Regions from separate parts of the Arachis hypogaea genome. Here region 2 is linked to region 1. Evidence: chromatin contacts called from public Hi-C data. All regions are on one chromosome and are shown on one strand. The core of a region is the stretch at or near the end of the contact, and the rest is flanking DNA. Distances in the headings are between cores, read along the strand shown.

What was found. A called contact is a pair of places that touch in the nucleus more often than the background predicts.
Region 2: a contact with region 1 is called in a Hi-C map of leaf, with 2.4 times the contacts expected there. The contact joins the promoter of LOC112803380 here to the promoter of LOC112803330 in region 1. A contact is called at or near these places in 2 of 8 Hi-C or Micro-C datasets (both in leaf).

The regions. Positions count from the first base shown.
Region 1 is chr1:45,540,995-45,548,431 of arahy.Tifrunner.gnm2.J5K5, reverse strand. It overlaps LOC112803330 (probable sugar phosphate/phosphate translocator At1g12500), which reads right to left and starts at 3,863. Exons shown (of 2, transcript XM_025846833.3): 1 at 3,020-3,863; 2 at 1,958-2,922. The coding sequence starts at 3,477. The coding sequence ends at 2,280.
Region 2 is chr1:45,720,154-45,727,590 of arahy.Tifrunner.gnm2.J5K5, reverse strand. LOC112803380 reads right to left here and starts at 3,993. Exons shown (of 5, transcript XM_072229051.1): 1 at 3,978-3,993; 2 at 3,420-3,713; 3 at 3,001-3,047; 4 at 797-910. The coding sequence starts at 3,993. LOC112803337 (a long non-coding RNA gene) reads right to left here and starts at 6,581. Exons shown (of 3, transcript XR_003202665.2): 1 at 6,302-6,581; 2 at 5,943-5,992; 3 at 5,177-5,492.

The DNA.
Region 1 (7,437 bases), core at 2,614-5,113:
TAACAAATTTAATTATTTAAAAAAAAAGAAAAAATTGTAAATTTAGTTTTTATTATTTTATATAAACATACTTCTCATATACAGATTAATTTTTTTAGTATTTATATATAATTATAGTTTCAAATTATAAATACTGGTGTATTATTAGTTGCTAATGTGCCAATTAGTTCAGTCTTTTATTATTAAATGTGTATAAAAAATAATTAAAATAATAAGTTATCTATAATTTAATTAAAAATATTTTAAATTCAAATTTTAAAAATAAAAAAATATTTTTTATAAACTATATATAATAAATAATATTTTAAAAATAAAATTATTCACTAACTTTTTTTAATTATTTTCATATCTCCATATAATTAATAATATTTAACAAAATTTATTTTAATATATATATTTTTACTCCACTCCAAAAATTTTTTGGATCCTCACTATTCAACCCCAAATATACACATTGGATTTGGCTTTAGACAAGGGAATCTACCTTACACTCTTGACAAATGTTGAAATAATTATTGCTCGTTGATCTTTTTAATTTATTTTTTAAGAGTATTAAACTAATTAGTAATGAAGCACTGAAAATATGGACATCAAAAATAAGAAAAAAAAATAGTTTCAAATATATTCACCGATCTAAACAATTAAAAAAAGATGAACTTATCAATTTTAAATTGAGTAATATTACAACATCAACAAATTTGACCAATATTTGGTCAAATTCTAAACATTAAATACTAAGTTATAAACTCAAATTTTTAATTCTAATAATATAAAAACAAAATATTAACTAATATTAATAAAAAGTATTAACCTTGTAATCTTTCTTTTTTAATTGGCTTTGCAAATAATGAAGGTATTATAATTCCATACAATTAACATCACATTCACTTATTAAATACTTTGCTCAAAACAAAGCAAAAATGACTTAGTAAGGTTTTGTTTCGTTGATGAGTAGGAATAGATAGGATATATATTATAGAAACAGAAATAGAGAAGGAGACAAACACACAAAATATGACCGTATGTGTATGATAGTCCCAAAATAACATCTGAATGACAGCTTATTGGTCACATAATTGTATTATTCGCCACTTACTTACCTAAGCATGACCAAATCCAATACATGGACTGGCTTTAAGGTTTCAAACAAGTGCATTTCTTTTGTCCTTTGCTACAAATAGAGATTTAACAAGTCAAGATTGAATCTAGCCATTTTTCAGAAAGATACAATGTAACCGCCAACAAACACATAGCCTGGGATATTAGACTTAACCAATTTAGGACATAAATGATTGGTGGTGAGTGTGGCATTGCCAAAAACTACCTTGGCAATTTTTCAGAGATGTCAGTGCTCAATAGGGTAAATTCTAGGCAAGGAATTTGATGGAGGAAAGTGTGTATTAGGTAGCACATGGAAGCACATGACATGAATCTAGGTGAAGCTTTTGGTGGCACGTCACTTTCAGGGTCAACATATTTTACATACCTCGGTTGTGACATATTGACAGCTGAATCACCAAAATAACAATATAGTTTTATATATTCACCATAACAAGGAAAAAACTATACTTTCAGATAGCAACTCAATCAATTAAATAAATTGATTCCCCCCACCATGTTTGGTAGTATTTCAATTGAACCCTTGCTGATGATGGCTCTTCTATATGCAGAGAAATCAAGTCCTCCAAAAGAGTTGATATTCTTAACACAAACCAAGATATTCTATATCACCGATTTCAAAGTTCCCTGTAATGTGATTCCTCATAACTATTCTGAAATAAGTACTTTTAAATGTGAAAGAGGAGAAATCACCACACAAATTATAAGAACTTGGCAGCATATGATCAGTGGCATTTAAATGAATTGTGATGAGATGCAGATCAATTATAAAGAAAACCACACAATTCATACATAAAAAGAAAAGCATGCAAGTAACAGCAGAATAAAAAGGACAAAATTGAAACAACAGATGATGTTATTGACAAAATGAAGCGAGGGAGAATTCTCCTCCCTCACCAAATTACACATAAAGATCTTCATGAATGAATCGTTTATGTATGCTGCCAAATAGGGCATGGACAATTTTACAAGCTTACACTCCTCTTCCATTCCTTTCTTCCCTTCCTTTTCCTATACAGTCCTTATATAACGAGATTTAACAAGTAATACAATGCAATCAAAGTGATCAATAAAATATTTGCATAACAGGAGTCACACAGATATTTTCTTTTATTTTTTTTTTCAAGTATCCAAAAGGGGAAAAAATTAAGTATTATGTGTCAATGTGTTGTGAGTTTGGATCTCTTCTTAGCCTCACTGTAGAGAACGACCCCCATAACGGTTATTCCAAAGCCCGCCATCCCCATAACCGTGACAGGATTCCTGAATATCAAAACAGAAACAACCGCCGCAACCGCAGCTTTGGCGTTTCCCAACACTTGTAAAGTCAAGGCACTGGTGTGCTTCGTGACCAAGAAATTCGTCAAATTCACCAAATACGCAACCGTGGCATTCCCAAGCAACAAGAACACCATATACGGATCCTCCTTCGCCTTCTCAATCGTCACACTGAAAACGTTCCCTTCGATGTAGAGAGTAAATGGCAGCAATATCATGGCCGCCATTGGAGCCATGTATAGAAGAAGGTTCATGGAGTGAAGCTTTTCGCCTTCTGAACTTAAGAGGATTCCCTGGACCACCGATTTGAGTGCTCGACCCGCGGTTGAACCCACGCAAACCAAGAAGCCGAACAAGTGGAAGAGAGGCTCGCTGTTGCTGGCGACTACGATGCCAAGAACAACAGGCAAGAGTGCGACGTATACTTCACCGGTTTCTTTCTTGCAGGTTATGATGAAAGAGAAGATGGCTGTGAAGAACGGGGTGGTTGCTCCTATTGCTTGGTTGAAAGACACAGGAATGTACCTATATTGAACGAATATTGAGTTATTGAACTCTGAATCCAATACAATATATACGGATAGTCTATTATGCTTCCAGCTCTTTCTTTAAGAAAATATACCTGAGGGAGGTGTTGCCGCAGACAACAGAGAAGCAGAAGATGGCGCTGAGTGCGAGGATCTTAAGGAACTGCTTCTTGGAGTGGATGTGCTGAGGAGGAACGAGCTCCAGGAAGTTAATGGACGCGTAGCTGTAAGCGGAGCAGGATAGCATATGGAGCATGGTGAGAAAGATTGGGTAGCGGTAACCATAGAAGCTGAGGAGGTACTTGTTGAGGAGGAGGACGCCGATGTTGGAGAAGTACCACGACGCAATTATGATTGCAGTTAGGATCGTTGGGGACATGGAGGTGGTGGTGGCGATGCCACTTTTTAGGCCGTTTAGGTGGTTGTTTCTTGCTTCCGATGGCGGTGTCGCCGGGATGTCCAGTACTTGGTCGGGATTGTTGTTGGTGGATGAGTTGTCCAACAACCTCGGATTGCTCATCCTTCTGGTTGTCCATGTCTGTGCCTCCACCATTTTGCCAGTGGGTTTGGTGTCTTTGTGATTCTGGTGATGCTATAACATATGGCAGAGTTTGGTGTTTGTTTATGTTTAGATCTGAATTTTGTATTGCCAAGCAAGTGGAATGGAGGATTGGGATTGGTAATTGGTGGGGTGACAGGGACGAAAGTGTGTGGGAGGGGAACGTGTTGCTATTCAGATTTGGGTTTGTGGCCGTTGGATGAGGATTTGTGGGACCCCAATTGGAGGGAATAATAAAGGGAGGTTTCCCCTCTTTTGCAATGGGTGGACCCTTTTGGACTTTGGAGAGAATTTGTTTATGGATAGGCTTTGAAGCCCTGCCTCCAGCTCAAGCTAAGGTGGGGAGTGTCGGTGTTTAATCACAGAAATGTACACTTATAAGGTATACATTGGATCCACTTACATTCATATTCACTTTACAAATTAGAACAGATCAAATCAATCATGTAGAAAAAAAATGCACTTACGTTTATATTCACTTTATATCAGACCAAATCATATGTTAAAAAAAATGTTAGAAGAATTTAATTTCAATATAGTATCACCATAAAATAGTTTTACATATTTAATTACATCATTTTACGTCAAATAAATAATTCTTTTATATTAATGATATAAATAATTATTCAAAAAGATACGTTTGGTTTATTATTTTTTTTTTTTTTTGATTCTCGACTTGATCAAATTTATATCAAAAGATCTCAATTAAAAAAATAGATATGATTTATCTAAAAAAATGACTTCGATTCAAGACTTATTAATTTAATGTCGAAATTGTATTGCAATAACGAAGTTTACAAATGACGTTAATTAAATTCGAACAAATTTGTAATGAAACAATATAATTGAATATAACTTAAAAGGAAATAACTATAACGAATGAACTTAAAAATTCAAAAGAAATTGTTCAAAATAACAAATTAAAACAATAAACAAAGTTAAGATTTTAAGTGAATAAATAAACTAAAGTAATGAAATAAAGAAAAATAAATTAAATTTAAATATTCATATGTACTTGCATTCTATGTTTTAACGTCTATGTGACTTTGAAATTTTGAGTGTTTTTTGTTTAGTTTGAAATGTTAGAAGTTGAAGTTCCTTCATAATCTTTTGGACTCCTATATTTATAGAGATAAATCCAAGCTGTGCAAGCAGTTATCCTTTTTTCACATTCTTTGCTTGACTTACTCTTCAAATCATCCACGTTTTTACTGTATTTTGATCACTAAGTAATTATCCTATATTTTTCTCAAAAGTACTTATTTTTTACATATTTTTTATTGTTTCGACTCAAATTTTTTTGTTGAGTCTCACCGTTTCTGTCTGACCAATGCACTATTTTTATTAAATTTTTGTACTAATTAAAATATTTTATATGGTTAATATGTTAAAATTAAATTTATAATATGTAATTTTAATTAAAAATTAGTCCTTAATTATTTCTTTTCTTTAAATATTTGGATGGAATATTCTTTTCTTATTATGTGTATGAAAACTTGGAAATGTGATAAAATGTGATCTAGAGTTATTACTAGCAGTTAGTACTGTCTTTAATTGACTTTGTTAATTGATTCTCTATCTTACTAAAGACTTTTTTATTGGTTCACACCTCAACGGAAGACTTTTTTTATTGGTTCACAATCCCAATTGAAGATCCTTTTTCATATACAATCAAATGAGGTGTGATACTTTTACTTTACTTTATTAGGTGATAAGTGGAGGATGATAGAGCGTTGCCGTTTAGACGAGAGTTGATCTTCAAATTAAAACATTAATAGGGAATATTTAAGTGACAATTTCATTGGATGTATGGATTCGTATTTAGTAATAGTACCACGCATGATCTTTGACTCTAATTGCATTTGCAGGAGCATGATAAGTGATAACTCTTGATCTCAATTGCAGGCCTCTATTTATTTATGTTGTTCCCGATACATGTGCGATTCTTGTTGGGATCCACAAGTGGAAACATGGGTCTCTAAAGAGTCGGCGCTAATTTGACTTCATATTCTGCCATTCGGATGCTTCTCATCATGTTTAAAATAAAACAATATAATAATTAACTAAGTTAATAATTAATTGATAATAATTGTTCCTGTGTAGATAAATTTCTCAGGTATATTAGTTCCATAATTCTGAAATGCACTAGTATCTTTTAGATAAATTATAGTTCAGATTTCCAACAACATAGAAGGTAAGTATTTGTAAAAAGTTTTTTGAGGTTCAAGTCAATATAAAAAATATATTAAATAATAAAGTAATTTAGATTCTAAACTTATCTTCTATTAAAAAGTAAATGATAATTATATGATGACTAGATTATAAATAATGTTAAAGTTATGATTATTTGGTTATTAAATTAGTAATTATCACTGATAATATCATTTATTATGAGTTATTATACATATAAATTTTTTTTATTTACAAGTTGGGTTAAGTCTAACTAAAACTACTCTCACCCAACTCAAGTGTGTTAAATGTGCGCATTACTCAACCGTTTCCAAAGCGCGCTACTCACCATTATGAACGACTCTTCTTCTTCCTCGATCAAATCTACAACCATCAAGATTCAAGGCACATTTGAAAACTCTGAAAAAACTTTTAAACTTATCGCCAACACTCGACGAAATCAACAAGCAAATATCAAAATCGCCATAAAAAAAACACCAAAAAAAGAAGAAACATTATTCAAGGTACTGTTTCAATAATCTTCTAGGTTTCTCAGATTTCTCTTTCTGATTTCGAAGCTAAAGCAAAGTATTATATCATCGTATTTCTCTTTTATTAAGTAGATTCATTATATATTCTTGCTTTAAAGTAGATATTACGCTTCTGGTGAAACTATTCAAGACGGTTATACTATTTTCGTACTTTTAGTGAATGGTTTACGTATTTTTTTTATATGTTTTTGTGCATGTTTGCATGTTTTGAAGTGAATTTGTATACATATAAACTTTGTATTGCATTTCAAGTGAACTCATATTGGGTGTATATCAATCAAATTCGAATGTGATTGGTGCTTCTAGTGATATTTTGAACTTAAATATCATTTTAAACTCATATAATGTCATGTAATCCAAAAATAAATACAGGTGTATGTGTCTGGTATATATATCAAGAGTATTCAAGTATAACTGGTGCTATTGTACTTGTACTTAAGCTGGTATTTGGGTGTATTTGGCAGTTATTTGGGTGTATATTGATGGTATTTGCGTATATTCGGCTGATATTTGGGTATATTTGGCTGGTATTTTTATCTATTAAAAATATTTTTTATTTCTTACAGTAAAAATGATAAGTAAGAGCGAAGATGGAAAAAAATACAATGTAAGCACACACCCTAGTATAAATACAGCTTATTTAAATGACTCTCATTTTGTTTTGTTTACAGCAAACCAAGAATTTTTTGAGATGCTCCACGCGACTATTGAATGAAAAGTTTGAAAAAAAAAAGAGCGAGGCGAAGAAGTCCATCATTCGGGAATTAAGATTTGGTGGTCTGATGCACATCCCGCTGATTAATGTGCCATACAATCTGTTGAAGGAGTTGGCTAATTCCTTTAATTTGGACAAAAACAAATTGGACACAAGGCACGGTTCGTTGAAAATTAAACCTAAAAAAATAGGAGCTGCCCTTGGCCTCAATGCATCAGGTAACTTATTACAGAAAATCTTTGACAAGACGCCCAAAAGCATAGGTTCGAATTTTCAAACTAAAATTAGAGATTGTTAGTTACAAGTATAGTCCAAATCCAACAATTGAACATCAATCAAATATTAAATTCAAATCAAAATAACCGAGAGTAATTAAATCTCGGCTCGTCTTACCTAAGAGTTGCAATGAAATGTACATCTATTGGCTATGTGAGAGCATGGAGATTGGGAACGCAAGAGAGCAGGAAATGTAAATAGTAATGAAGCAAATAATCATGCAAGGAATGTAAATGGCAAGGA
Region 2 (7,437 bases), core at 2,744-5,243, 180 kb before region 1:
TTAGCTTACTGACGGATTTACAAACGGATTTTTTGTCTGTAATATGAGTGTGAGATGATTGTCCAATATTTAAATTACAGACAGAAAATCTATCGAAAAATCCGTCTGTAATTACAGACGGAAAAATACGTCAAAAAATCTGTCTGTAATTACAAACGGAAAATCCGTCGGAAAGTTTGTCGGCTTTGGGAAATGGATGGAGAATTTACAGAGGAAAAATCCGTCGGTAACTGGTAAAAATTCGTCGGTAATTTTCCGACAGAAAAAAATCCGTCGATAAATAATTTCCGACGAGGCTTTTACAGAAAGACAAAATCCATTGGTAATTCCTTCTGTAATATATACCAAATCTTATTATTATTATTATTATTATTATTATTATTATTATTATTATTGTTATTATTATTATTATTATTATTATTATTATTATTATTATTATTGTTGTTGTTGTTGTTATTGTTCCTGAGAAGTTCAGGAGTTCTAGATCAACCCCCACCTGTATTATCACACTTCCAAAGAACAATTAACTTTCCTTAATGAAAATTAACTACATCTAATAACTTTCCTAGTTGAATGCAGCAGTTAGAGATAGACATCACTACAACATCACAGCATTATAGCATTCACAGCATTTCTCAAATTCAACTATGAGGAAATTAAAATAGCATTCCACCATTCACGACATCAAAGAGCAGCACTTTCAATGAATGAACAAAAATTCAAACAGAAGTAGAAGCATTAAATTTTTACCTATCTAATGAAGAACTGATGGCCGCAGATTTTAGTGTTATTTTACCTCATGGCCGCAGTAAACGAGGGTTGGCTTTGGTAATGAACCTAGTGTTACACAGAGTGACTCATACATCTGTTCTGCAGTTCCTTCAAAAAATCTCCCACAGCCTGCAATGAACTACAAAAAGCAACAACACAATAAATTAAGGTCTTCTTTTGGGTTTTTTTTTTTTGAAAAAAAGAGTTCAACACAATAAAGTGGAGCTTATTACAAAAGCTAAACATAAACCAAAGAAAGACAAAAGTCTAACAATAAATTAAGGCCACTTTATCATTCAAGAATGTATCTCCAGTAAAAATAGCAGGGTTCTCGTTCTCTTTGCCAGTCACATAATAACTTATGTGACTTTTGGTGTGACTGAGCAATTCAGGAAATTAAAAATAATAATTTTATTACAGTTAAATAAAAGAGAAATGCGTAGTCAGAAAGGAAGAAGGGTTCAATCACTAGAAAAATCAAGAAACAATAGCATGCATGATGCATCTAATAATAAGTAATAACAATTACACAAAGTTAATCTTCCTTGGTGACTTTTTCTAAGTAAAAATATTATATTAGTGTTACAAACACATAAACAGAGCTAGGAAACTATAACCCTGTATTAAAAACCTTGAAATATTTACACAATTATTTTGTAGATGAGATCAGCTCTCAAATTAATACCATTAAAGAACATACAAATGCAATTTTATTTTGTCCTAATAAAAGAAGAAAGAAAATAAGAAATAAAAATAGAATTATAGAAATTAGAAACTAACAGCTGAAGAGCTTATAGAAATTTGTTGTGTTCTTCATCAGTCCAGCTCTCTCTTAACTTGGTAATTCAGAAACAAAATCTGTGTAAAATCTAAAACTTATGTGGCAAAATTTGAAAGGAGTAACCGAAATTAAATAGGTTGAGCAAATATTAGATAATAAATTTATCAATTAATCTGGATGTAGTAATAATTTTTGTTAGTTACAAGAAGCTGCAAGCATGGAATGAATGATTTTGATTTTGAGTGTAGAGTTGTAAAGATGAGGTAAGGTGAGTGCACAGGACATGCTTGATGAATTGATCACTCAAACATTGCAGAATGCAGAGTATCAAAGTGAATAATAGAGAACAATAAGTACCATCAATTTAGGAACCAACATAAATATACAAAGTTGAAAAGAACATGACAAAATAGCCCAAAGATAGGTTCACGGGTTACTACACTATTAACCTCTTTCTAGTAAAATATAAGAGTGTAAATCCCACTAGCTACATGCCAACAATTCATTTCATACTATTATATTTCAACAATATTATTTTTTTATTGCAATTCATTTATCTTTAAATTTCTGTACTCTCAAGTCTAAATCTCCATCTATATTTCATTATTTTTATCACAGAAACTAAAGCATTATTTATCAGTTTAGCTTGGCTGCAAAACATAATTGCTATAACAAAAAAAGTTTATTAGCTTTCTATTATTACCTTCTAAAAGGTAGCTTAAAATAATGACTATGAGCAAACTATGGCACATATATAATTAGCTCAACTGTTCACATTATTTGTGTATAGCAACAGGTTTAATTACTTTATCATTCATTCACCTTCATGGACTCAGCTCTTTAATATTTGAAATTTTTTTTTGAAAAATTGAAAGAATAAGATAGACATTCTGATCCCCTCATACTAATTAATCAAGTCTTATAGCATTATGCAAAGATTGGTTAACAAAAATAGAAATGGAAAATTGGAAGGAAAAAAAAGTTAACAAAGAGGCAAACCCGATTAAGAGTGATATTAAATTGTCTAATTTTAAAGAACTATATACGAGTCCTTCTATGCCAAGAGCAATCAAATTGAGGATTTAAGATTACACAAATTCCAGTTCTATTTGTCAAAATATTCAAACAAAACTAAAGAGGTAAAAGAGGAGAAAACATAACTATAGTCTACTAAAATTAAAAAAACAGAACTCATCGCAGCAGTACATCAGAAAAATAGTGTAAATACAAACAATAAATTCAGAAGGATTTGAATAACAACAGAAGCAGCTTTAAACAAGAATAATTAATTGATCTCAAACAAGAACGGAAGGACATTTGTTAGAATGAAAAAATATAACAAAAAGATATATTTTCTTTCTTCCACATTCCAGTAAAGAAATACCTAATATGATATTTTTCAAGGGGAAAAATTGAAAATAAATTAGAGAAAGAGTGAGAGACCATACCTTATCACTGTTTGACAGCAAGTCCACCATGTTTGATTTCATTTGAACTAGAATTGTTATCATAAAATCTTTTTTAAATCTTCTTATTTTGTATCAAATTAATTACTACTCTATACAACAATTTCATCTAGAATCAATATATGAGTTTTTCCAATTGACAATATCAAACAAAACAGAAATTAGAAATTAGAATCCTAGCATAGTAAGAAAAAACAAATAGAAAACAGAGGATATGAAAACCTAATAATGTATGGTTTTTAACAACTTAATAAGCAAATAAACATGTTTCGAGATCGATAAATGAAAACCTAAAATTCAAAACCTAACTACTAAATAATCAATTAAAAACTTAAATCAACTAATAATTATACATCAAATTAATTATTACGTAGAGATTAAACAAGAGAACTGGAACTTACCAGGCCGTGGGACGAGCAGACGATGAAACCGGCGGAAAGACGGCGGTGCAAGCGAGAAGACGATGGCGCGAGAGGATGAACCAGAGGCGAGACAACGCGAGCTGGAGTGAGAATGAGAACATCGGATTGTGGTTTCGATTTGCGAACCGTGAGATCGAAGAGGCGAAACGAGAGTTAGAAGAAGCGGAGCGAGAGTTCGAAGAGGAGGAGCAAGAGGTAGTTTCACAGCTTCGAGAGTGGGAGTGAGAACGACATTCAAACGCGTGAAATTGGAGGAAAATGAAGAGAACCCAGCTTCGAAATTCTAGGTTTTATGAAATTGGGGGAAAATGAAATTTGGTAACATCTGTATATTTTTACCTTTTTTTAAAAGTAAAAATGATATCTCCTAACATTTATTTTACAAATGTTACTAAAAGTATAATTTTATTAGTATAGCTAATATTTTAAAAATGTTAGATAAAAAGTGTTAGTAAATATCTAATTTCTAGTAATGATCAAAAATTTATATTACTAACAAAAATAATTTCAAAAAATTCAAACTACAAATTTTGATACGATTTTTTTCAGACATTATTAAAGAAATAAGATATTTTCATCTTTAAATTTTGATAAGTTTTATGCCAAGTAATTTTTTTAAAAAATTTTATTGTAAATGAACAAATTGTTTTGACAAATAAAAAAAATGGAAAAATTATTATAAAAGATCACTAGCGAAATTTAATTATTAAAAAAGATTGTTAGTACAAAAAAAATTTAAAAAAATTAATTTTATAATATTTAGAAAGAAAAATCAAATCTCTTTTTAAATAGACAGATATATTTTTAAGTGATTTTTTCATTTATTTCTTCTTTACAAATCTTTCTGTGTTTAATAAATTAAATTCTACAAGTTTGCATTAATTTTGTGATCCTACACTAATATTCTGTAATTCTACACATAGTTAATTGTGCATTTTTGTACAAATTCTATAATTTTGCTTAGTTAATAAAATTCTATAATTCTGCACAATTTCTATAATTTTAAATTAAAATTGTGTAATTCAAAACTAAAATAATAAATCAAAACAAACGAATTTCAGAAAAAAAAAACTTTCTATAAAATTTTTATTTGATATAATTTTATTATAAGTAAAAAATCCAATGAATAATTGTGCCTTAGCAGAAATTAGACAACTCTAATATTTTTATATTGGGAGCCACTTATATAAAGATATTAAAAATATCTTTTTTTAAAGATGTTTTTTAATAATTAAAATTTAACACATATAATTGATTAAATTGTGTTATTTTTATTAAAATTAGACACAATAAATTAGTTTAGCCAAAAAACTAATAAATTAATTTTAAACCGGTCTAAATTAATATTTTTTTGATAAAAAATAACTATAATATCTCTATTATAAAAAATAACTAAAATATCCCTATTTTATATTTATATATCTATATATATATTAATTTTAAAAATTTTAAATCCTAACGATATGACGGCAGAGAAAAAAAGGACTAGAATTTAGAGTTTTCAAAATTAATATATATAATAAGAGTATTTTAGTCATTTTTTATAATAAGTGTATTTTAGTCGTTTTCTGTAAAAAATAATATTAATTTAGGCTAGTTCAAATTTTGGTTTATCATTTTTCGATTAAATTAATTTGTCTGGCCTAATTTTAAAAAAAATTAATAAGTTTAATTAATTATACATATTAAATTTTAATTATTAAAAAATATCTTTAAAAAAAGACGTTTTAGACATCTTTATTTGAATGACTCCCTTCTATATTACTATTCCTTACGCTTTGTTGTACAATTACATTATTGTAAAAAATGAGAAATGTCATTTAAGTACAAATACATTGCAAAAAGTGCTAGAGTTATCACGAGGTTTTGTGTGGTTTCGTCTTCTCTACTTGAGGCTTCCTCTTTGCTTTCACAAGTTTGCAAATGACATACAGACCTTTGATAAGATGGAAGCTTAGCAGATTCATACAAGTAGATGATGTTGGTAATCTTCAACTTATTCAAGTAGCAGATTCAACACATAATTACCAAAGAGCTTATATTGTGTACCTGCTGATGAAACCAACTTGAAGTATTAGAGGCTGTAGTTATGGGGGTTGGAATTTTGCAGAATCATGGGAAGAGATCATAGTAACATAATCAAAAAAGAAAAAACAAGCCACAAATTCTAACATGGAAGATCAAATACCAATTATTATTGCATCTATACTTGGTAGCTTTCATTATTCCTAATAAGCCTAAACATTTTCATTCTCGGCCCCATTATATCGTACATACTATGCAATCACGGAGCCTCCATTGATGCAACTAAACTTTTCTTTATGATTATTAGTTTCTTCTTCTTTCAAGTCGCTTTATGATGATTAGTGGAACTTGAAAGAAATGAAGATTAATAAAATGGACATTGCCTGAGAGAAGAAAGCCTGAAAATTAAAAAATGTGTGTTTATGAGGTGATGGTGATGATCATTCAATTCATGAGGCCTGAAGGTAGAGAAGATACCATTCAAGTTTGGTGACAATGAGAATGTAGCTTTCTCATATGGTGTGTGCCTGAAAATTAAATTGAAGCGTATACATCATGTATGGTTGTGATCTAAAAACTTTAATCAAAACAAAAGAGTATGAGCTAATTGATCACAAATTAACTCTAATTAGCATCAATTATCACAAATTAAAGAACAAATACAATATTCTAAAATTCTAACCCACCCTCCAAGAGGTTTCAACCAACTTCATCATAATCATTCTATCATCAGACAATCACAATCAAATATAATCTTCCAATAAAATTCTCATAATTGCATAACCTAGAGATAAGTAAAATAGAGGAAAAGGACAACAGTTGAGGCAAAACATCACCGGATAGGATCAGTAGCAAAATGGCACCAGAGGTGTAGCTCAAGAGAGAAAACAATTCCTACGGCTACAACAAGGGTTTTGATCTGGCGATTTAACTCAATGTAATAGCATCAACAATGGACACAGTGGAAGAAGAGCCCAACAGTGGCAAAGATAGAATAGAGCCACCTAACATTGGCAAAGGCATCGGTGCATATGAAGATAAAACCGACGATAGAGATGAAGAAGAAGAAGTCGAAAAAAAAGAAGAGGAAGCACAATGATAATGAGAATGTTGGAGAAGAAAAAAATAGGGAGCAAAAAACATGAAAAGGAGAAAAAATAATAGGAAAATTTTGTTATTTTAAGTCTTATTATTTAGTCATTTTTTATAAATATCAAATAAGTTAATTCATTTTAATAATTTTTATATAAAAAGATTTTTTAATAATTAAATATTTTTAATAATTCTTGAAAATAATTTTTTTTTTCAAAAATAGAAATCAAATTTTGGTTTGATTTTTTGTGTTTATTATACTCTAAATAGTTATTCAAATGTTTTTATAAAAAATTGCGATGTACAAATTATTTGCTAAATATAAAAATTTTTTTATCACTTATAAAAAATAATATTTATTAATTATTTTATCACATTTTTAAATTTTCAAAGATTTATTTGTCATTCATATTTTTAATTATTATTTTTCAACACATAAACTTTCAATTAAAATTTTAATAATTCACCCCATAGAAAATTTTATTAAAATCATCTAACGATCATGGTGAGGGGGAAGTAGTTTATAACATTAACATCTAGTACACTACAAGAGGATATGGACATGGCTGCGATTTTTTACATAATTAGTGACGGTTTTAAACTGCCACAAAATAAAATACAGTTGATTTAGTGAATTGCTTTGGTTATGGGCTCGAGAAAGTGATTTTGCGGCGGTTTTCGGTAACTGCTAGTATAACCGTCTCTAAATCAGTATTTTGCAACAACTAATTTATCGGCGGATACGAACCGCCGCAATGTTATTATGTTTTTTTCTTTTTAAATTTAGGATAGTTTTCAGCAGTTATACAACCGCTGCTAATTTCAACTCAAATTTAAAAACAAAATTTGGATTTTCCTTTTAAAAGATGTCGATTTTTTT